2 separate regions of the Pan troglodytes genome follow, and region 2 is linked to region 1. A link is a contact called in public HiChIP or PLAC-seq data. All regions are on one chromosome and are shown on one strand. The core of a region is the stretch at or near the end of the contact, and the rest is flanking DNA. Distances in the headings are between cores, read along the strand shown.

Region 1 (4,355 bases), core at 1,290-3,789:
TTTACAGGGGCAATCATAGTGCACTACAGCCTCTAATTCCTGGCCTCAAGGGATCCTTCTGCTTCAGCCTCCCGAGTAGCTGGGTCTACAGGCATGTGCCACCATGCCCAGCTAATTTTTATATTTCTAGTAGAGATGGGGTTTCACCATGTTGGCCAGGCTGGTCTTGAACTCCTTACCTTGTGATCCACCCGCCTCAGCCTCCCAAAGTGCTAGGATTACAGGTATGAGCCACCACGCCCAGCCTTTATTTCTTTATTAAAATGTACTTTAACTGGCTGGTCGGGGTGGCTCACACCTGTAATCCCAGCACTTTGTAAGGCCGAAGCTGGTGGATCACGAGGTCAGGAGTTTAAGACCAGCTTGGCCAAGATGGGGAAACCCCATCTCTACTAAAACTACAAAAAAAATTAGCCAGGCACAGTGGTAGGCACCTGTAATCCCAGGTACTCAGGAGGCTGAGGCAGGAGAATCGCTTGAACCCGGGAGGCGGAGGTTGCAGTGAGCCGAAATCGCGCCACTGCACTCCAGCCTGGGCTACAGAGTATCTAAAGAAAAAAAAAAAGAAAAAAGAAAAAGAAATAAGGTACATTTGCAGAAGTATAATCACTAACTCTGTCAGATGTTATCTTATGTGTAAAAGAGGCAAGGATTAGTGTAATTTATCCTTTAAGGAATATAGTAACTCAGGCAGGAGACATGTGGGCCCATGTGCTCTATTCTGTTTTATCTTCAAAACCTCTTTCCAGTCCTGTTTCTCACATCAGAAAAGGATAGAAATTCTGTTCTTTCCAACCCCACCACTACGTCAATCAAATGAAAATGTCCTGAGCCATGAATCCAGCTCCTGGAGTGCAGAATCTTTGTATCAAGAAAAATTCTGGCATTATTTTACGTTCTCAGCACTCGGTGGACTCTAAGAGGTCACCTGGTCCTTTCCTCAGCCCACAAGATTCCGGCAGAAGAGCAGTAGCTCAGAGGTTTTACTCTGCAGCCCTGACTGGATTCAAATACCCTGTCTGTGTGTTAATAGGGGCATGACTTTTGGCTCAGAGACTTTGCGACTCTCTGAGCTTCAGTTTGGTCAATATAAAATGGAATTAGTAACAGTATCAAAGTTAATGTGAGGAGTGAGTGAAGCGATGACAAGGGCCCGTCATACTGTAAACTCAAACCATGGCTTCCTATTTCCATTTTCACGGTGGATGGGGAGATGTCTCCGTGCCAAGTTGACCCCCTCCCCAACTCCGCACACGCTGGTCCTTTTCCCCTAATCATCTCCCACCGCCTCCATCCCCCACTATCCTTTCCTGGATAACTTCTTATTCTTCAGATCTTATTTTATTTTTTGAGAATTTTTATTATTTATTTTTGAGATGGAGTCTGCTCTGTCACCCAGGCTGGAGTGTAGTGACGTGATCTCGGCTCACTGCAACCTCAGCTCCTGGGTTCTGGCGATTCTTCTACCTCAGCCTCCTGAGTAGCTGGGATTACAGGCGCGCGCCACCATGGCCGGATTTTTGTATTTTTAGTAGAGACCAGGTTTCACCACATTGGTCAGGCTGGTCTCAAATTCCTGATCTCGTGATCCGCCGGCCTCAGCCTCCCAAAGTGCTGGGATTATAGGCGTGAGCCACCGCGACTGGCCTATTTTAATTTTTTAATTTTAATTTTTTTGAGACAGTCTTGCTCTGTTGCCCTGGCTGCAGTGCAGCGTCACGATCTCGGCTCACTGCAGCCTCCGCCTCCCGGGTTCAAGCGATTCTCGTGCCTCAGCCTACTGAGTAGCTGCGATTACAGGCGCGCGCCACCACGCCCGGCTAATTTTTGTATTTTTAGTAAAGATGGGGTTTCACCACATCGGCCAGGCTGGTCTCGAACTCCTCACCTGAAGTGATCCACCCGCCTCGGCCTCTCAAAGTGCTGGGATTACAGGCTCGTGAGCCACTGCGCCTGGCCTTCAGATCTTAAACACCACTTCCTTGCTACAGCATTCGGAGACACCTCCATATTCCTCTCCCCTTACTAAAGGTTCCTTCTTACGGCACCCTGCATTTTTCCTTCATGACTTTATCACAGTTTGTAATTGTCTATTTATTTTAATTAACCTGTCTGTGTCCATAAACTGTGAGCTCCGCCGGGACCTTGTTTGCCCTGCTCTCTGCTATGTCCTCAGTATCAACAGTGGACTAGGATCACGGCAGGCTTTCATCAAATATTTATGGGAAACAGTCCAGTCCATTCCTGAACTCGGGTTCAGAAAAGGATAGCGACCTGTCCAAAATCACACAGGTTAGCGGCAGACTTGATCCCGAGTCTCCTAACTGGCAACCCAAGACTCTATCCCCGGAACTGGCAAGAATCTTCCTAAACTACCCCCTGATAAAATTTTGAGTGCCAAAGAAAGTCCCAGAAAGGGAGGGAGTACAGCAGTGTGGAGAGTAGGAGGAAAGTGATTTGACTTGGCCCCTCCTCTCTTGACGTTAATGTGAGCATACTGCAAACAGACACTATACGTGGCAGGGCGGCTACGGAGTGAACCAGCGACAGGGTAGCCATTAAAAGAGGCCAGGGAGCGGACAGAGGAGTAGAGGGGAGTACTGCGCAGTAGACTGCACAGGCGCAGTCGAGGAGCTCCGCTCCTTTCTCCTCAGCCCCGCCCCGCCCCATTTCTGCCGAATCACAGAAGTTCAAGAGCGGTCAGCTGATGCTACGCTGCGCGGTCACGTGACAAGGGGGGCGAAGCGCAGGCGCAAGGAGCAAGCGCAGATTGTGGGCGGCTGTGTCAGCTGACCCAAGGGGCCTTCGAGGTGCCTTAGGCCGCTTGCCTTGCTCTCAGAATCGCTGCCGCCATGGCTAGTCAGTCTCAGGGGATTCAGCAGCTGCTGCAGGCCGAGAAGCGGGCAGCCGAGAAGGTGTCCGAGGCCCGCAAAAGTGAGTTTCAGGGTGGGGCTGCCCGGCGTGGCGCGAGTCGAAGAAAGACCGCTGGGCCGCAGGTGGTGGGTAGATTAGGCCCGAAAAACGGCGGGGTGCGGGCGTGGGTGTAGTCGCGGAAGGTTGTGTGTTTCGAAGCTTTGAGGAGCTGAGGCTCTGGAAGGCTTGCGGATCGCCTGGAAGCCACGATGTGAGATGGTAAATTGGGCGTGGAAACAATAATGGGTTACCGTCCTTGGGGCCTGGAGGCATGTGAAATGGGCTCTCCAAACGGAGCTCTTTGTTCTTCCCCTCTCCCACTTAACCGCTCTGGGATGGTCAGTCTCGGTGAAGGGAGCCAGCATCCACACAGTTGCTTGGTCTAGAAACCTGGAGTCCTGCTTGCCTCTTCTCCCTCCCTCGTTTAGTCAGTCGCCAAGGCTTGCGTATCTTTCACTTTTTCCCCCATGTCTACTACCAGCGTCTTAGTCCAGGACACCAGTTTCTCTAAAGGTACTGTAGTTGTCTAAATCGTTGGCGTGTGTGTGTGTGTTTCTGTCTAATATGTGGCAAGCGCAGTGTGTGTGTGTGTGTGTGTGTGTTTCTGTCTAATGTGTGGCAAGCGCAGTGTGTGTGTGTGTGTTTCTAATATGTGGCAAGCGCAGTGCCCAGTGCATCAGTTGTCTCCCCTAACGTGGCATTCAGTGTCGCAGTGAAGGAAGCAGGTATTGGGTCAGTTAATTAATTGCAGGAGAGATGAGGGCTGGAGTGGAGAAATGTAAGGTTGCTAAAGAATTTAACAGGTGAGTTTAATCTAGACTGGGGAGTGGAAGAACCCGTTCTGGTCCCCTCCAGTCAATCCATTCTCCTCTCTGCAATCAGTCATCCTTCTAAAATGCAAATATGTGACTTCCTGCTGGTAAGGAACAAAATAAATAAATAAGTGCAGATATGATTTCCCTACCGCCTTTGTAGTCAAACGTTTAGTGCCTGCAGAAGAAAGCTCAAATTCCTTAATGAAGTTGGGGAGGCTCTTGTGGGTCAGGCCTGGTGCTTTCCTCGAGCTATACTGAATCGTTGTGGTCCCTCAGAAGCACCATGATTTCTTTCACCTGCAGGTTTTTGCACACGCTGTTTCTTCTGACGTGAGAAGCCTTTTCCAATTCTCCTCCCCTTTGTTCTCTGACCCTTAGTCTTCCATCAGACCTCAACATTTAGGAAACACTTCTTCCCGGGAAGCCTTTCCTGACTCATGCTTGTCCCCCGGACTAGGCTTGGAGTCCCTCCCAAGTGCTGATTTCTGCCACTGCCGTGCAATAACCTGTTTGTTTATATGGCTCAGTCACTAGACTAAGCTTCTGGAGAACAGAAACTATGTCTCATTTAACTTTATGTATCCAGTTTCCCGTCTGGTGAGAAAGATGCTTCTATCCCTATTTTAC
Region 2 (3,913 bases), core at 132-2,631, 81 kb before region 1:
TGGGGAGCACGGGTACAGTGGCTGGATCCTAGGGGGTCGCGGAGACCGCTGCTAGAGTCCCGGAGGCGCGAAGACGGCGGGGGTCGCGAACCTGGAATCCGGGGGACGCGGAGACGTCGGCGGGTTCCTGAGAGACACAAGAGTTGGCTGCTGGGGCCCGGAGGTGGCGGAGACTGCTGCTGGAGTCCGGGGGGCGCGGGGTCAGCAGCTACATTCTGGAGGGCACGGAGACGACGGGTGGCTGGAGTTTGGGGGCGCCGCAAAGCTGACCTGACTGCCCCGTCACACCATGCCCGGGGCTCCCCCAGCCGGGCGCCCGTTCCTAGGGCTGGGGGACCCCAAAGTCAGAAGTTGGGGCGGAGGGCGCTCTAGTCCCAGAGCACTCCGGAGAGTGGCAGGCGGTGAAGCGGCGCGGGCGTCCGACAAGGGGTGCGGGGCATGTCCGGGGCAGCCCCGGGATGCAGCCGCCCGGGGAGCCTCCGCGCCTCTGCGCCGCCCGGCCGCAAGCCCGGACTTTGCGAACTGTTGAGCCACCGGGGCCGAGTCTTCCAGCGAGTTCCGACGCCGTCTCGTTGCCAGCCCGGCCCGGGCCCCGCCCCCTCGCCCCTCCTCCTGCCCGCCCCCTCCCCCCCGGACTCCTCAGGAAATGACGTCCCGCCCGGTGCGCCTGGCCGTTGCCTGGAGACGGGGTGAAACAGTCCAGCCCCAGGGAAGAAAGGGGTGAACGCGGCGGTAGGGGTGGGAGGAGCCCCCGCGTCCCCTACCCCGCCGGCAGAGCCGGGAGCGGGGCTCAGAAACAGCGCTCTTCGGCGGTCGCAGCGAGGGCCGGCACCAGGATCGCTTTGGAGTAATTAGCCGGCTAGCTAATTCACAATTCGGGGGGAAATCGTCAAGTTTTTTGTTTGTTTGATTTTTGCTTCCAAAATACTGGGCACTTCAGTCTCGGTTTTCTTCCTTACAATGTGGCGCTCCCCTCCTGCACGCGCCCTGACATGACAAATTCCAGGGTTTATGTGGACGGTCGTTGGCCACCTACTGTGTGCGAGAGACGAATACAAGCATAGACTGCTGTCTGCCGGAGTCAACTCCGTGGCAGGGATGGATCAGGCTGGACCCCTTCCCAGTCTCCATTGCAAGGGAAAAGCCACTTTCAGAAATATTATATAAAGTGTACACCCCACGCTCGCACACACACATACAAATGAGCGCATATAAAACTGGTGAAATCTGAGTAAGGTGGGTGGATTGTATCAATGTCAATGTCCTGGTTGCCATCGTGTCAACATCGGGAGAAACTGGGTGAAGGGTACATGGCATGTCTATGTATTATTTCTTACAACTGCATTTGGATCTACAATCTCAAAATAGAAATTAAAAATATACATATGTGAAGTGGCTTGGAGAAAAATCTCTTCTATGCTCTCCCATCCCTAGGCAAAATGGGAAGATACACCCAGGTGTGCCCTGGAGTCCGTCGTCACCCACCCAATCCCCCAAATAAGATTTAAGTAAAATCCTGTGCTTTTATTCTAATGGGGAGCTTCATAGTGCTACACACACACACACATACACACACACACCCTACCTCACACACATCCCTTCCAACCTGAGCTGCCTCTCCTAAGCTACTCTTCTATGTATTTTTCGTAAAAGTCTTCCAGAATTTCCATTGCAGAGCCAGCTGACATCTATCCAGGGTAGGGCAAGATGGAGGAGTACCTGGAGGATTTGGTTTGTGGTGGACCCAGAAGGATAGATCATTCATTTATTCATTCGTTTATTTATTTATTTATTTGGTCGCTTTTCATTCAACGTTTTTGAAGCATCTGCTCTGTGCTGGGTCATGTGCTGGGTGCTGGAGACCCAGGGGAGAAAGATCAAATAAACAGAGTTAAAAACCAGTGTGATACCTGTTGTAATGGCGAGGGAGCCCAGGTTTAGGAGAGGAGAATATGGTAAGGACTTTACTGAAGAGGCGACACCTGAATGAAGAACCTGTAAGGAAAACGGACTTTCTCCTCTAGACAATGGGGAAGAGTGGAAAGGTTTTCAACACTGCTGACTTAATGCATTGAGGCTAGGAATGGAAGCTGTGTTTTCCCTAAAGATCTTCAATTCTTTACTTCCCTAAAACAGACATAGGTTAAATTAATGCCCAATAAACATATTTAACAGTGTGTCTGAGGAAGATTTTTTAAAAAATAGCCAATTAGGCTACCTTTGGCCATCTGTCTTAAAGCTCTAATCTTAGCAGTTAATGGTGTTTATCCTTATTCCTCCTTTGTAACTGATGTTGAAGCCTTTCATGCAACTAGACCAAGATGTTTAAGGAAAAAAAATCAATCTTCTCCACCCCAAAAATGTATTAATGACATACCTCAAAATGCCACCAAGCAGGGCTTAATTGTATGCAGTTCAGGTTTCCTGCTAATGTGTTTCATGCTCAGCTCTCACTTAGTTTGTTTTAATTATAATTACTGTGATTGGTTTGATAAATGCATCCCAGGAGCTAAGATCCCCAGTCCCAACATTTTATTTCTGTGCAAAGGATGTTTTCAAGAAGGTGTTTTGCTTTAGGCAGCAGAAACCAGGCTGCATGCAGTCTTAGTAGAAAAAGAAACACTTTCTTCTGCAAACATCAGAGACCGTCTGAAATGCTGTGCTGTTGTTTAATTTCATAGAGGACGGTTTGGGAGGGCAGATGATAGAAAAAGAAATCGTTGGAGTTTCTTCCATCCATCTTACATAACCACCTTAGTATCAGTTTGCACTGTGTCCCCTCAGGCAAGAGGCAGTGTGTAACTGTGCTCAAACCTCCAGAATCCTATTTCATGTATGAAGATGTTTGTCATTCAGAAATAAGCTCTTGGAAATAAATGCTTCAGCTTCTGAGGGCTGCACTGCAAGACCTGGGAGAAAAACCTGAGTACACAACTTGGCCTTGGTTGCATACTGCCCTCTTCAGAGGGAAAATATTATTCTCCCATGCATGCAGCAGGCTTCCGTTTGCTTTCTTCACCAAAGCCACTTTTAATTGTTCATTAACGCTCCCCAGCTCTGGCCAGTGAATGCCCTTCCCTTCCCTTAGGAATGTTCCTGGAAACTTGAACACACTGGAGCAGTAGCAAAGACAGAAGGAAGAAGAATAAATTGTGTTGGGCGTTTTTCTTTTTCTTTTTTTTTCTAGACGGTCTCATTCTGTCACCCAGGCTGCAGTACAGTGGCACGATCATGGCTCACTGCAGCCTCCACTACCAGGCACAGTATCCTCCCACCTCAGCCTCCTGGTTAGCTGGCACTGCAAAGCCTGGCTAATTTTTTGTATTTTTCATGAAGACAGGATTTCACCATGTTGCCCAGGCTGGTCTTGAACTCCTGGGGTTAAGCAATCCATCCACCTTGGCCTCCCAGAGTGCTGGAATTACAGATGTAAGTCACCACAGCAGGCCAGTGGTTTAGTTCCTATGTGTTGGTTTTAACCAAGAAGTTGAGCTGCACTCTGGATACCAGGCAGAAAACCATTATTCCAGTCTCAGAGCTTCCCTTTAACTAGTTGTGTGACCCCACAGCAAGTGGCTTCACCTTTCATTTGTAAAATAAGGCTCCCAAACGTCCTGCCTCCCCAACGTCCTGCCTCCCCAGAAGACAACTGCAACCTGTATGTTTCACGTTCTGTGCAGCAAATGAAAACATGTTGCAACTCATAGAGTAACATAGAGTTATTTTCCCTCTTTGTTATGTCAATCTTAAAAAGCCTTTTGCTAATAAATATTTCATAGTCATTGGAAGTGTCTCTCCTTTCCCTTTATCTGCTGGAATGTACCTTTAAAAGCAATGGAGATGAATTTGAGATGCCTTTGCCATGGGACATACAGAAAAATAAAGCTAATGTTTATTGAGTGTCAAACTGTTT

The links. HiChIP or PLAC-seq counts read pairs in DNA pulled down with a chosen protein or histone mark.
Region 2: a contact with region 1 is called in an H3K4me3 HiChIP or PLAC-seq map of stem cell-derived excitatory neurons, with 2.9 times the contacts expected there. The contact joins the promoter of WHRN here to the promoter of ATP6V1G1 in region 1. A contact is called at or near these places in 1 of 7 Hi-C or Micro-C datasets (stem cell-derived neural progenitor cells) and 1 of 1 datasets of contacts at active chromatin or transcription factors (stem cell-derived excitatory neurons).

What each region holds. Positions count from the first base shown.
Region 1 is chr11:23,864,010-23,868,364 of NHGRI_mPanTro3-v2.0_pri, reverse strand. It overlaps ATP6V1G1 (ATPase H+ transporting V1 subunit G1), which reads left to right and starts at 2,539. Exons shown (of 3, transcript XM_003312250.6): 1 at 2,539-2,934. The coding sequence starts at 2,853.
Region 2 is chr11:23,944,637-23,948,549 of NHGRI_mPanTro3-v2.0_pri, reverse strand. It overlaps WHRN (whirlin), which reads right to left and starts at 1,381. Exons shown (of 12, transcript XM_063787563.1): 1 at 1-1,381.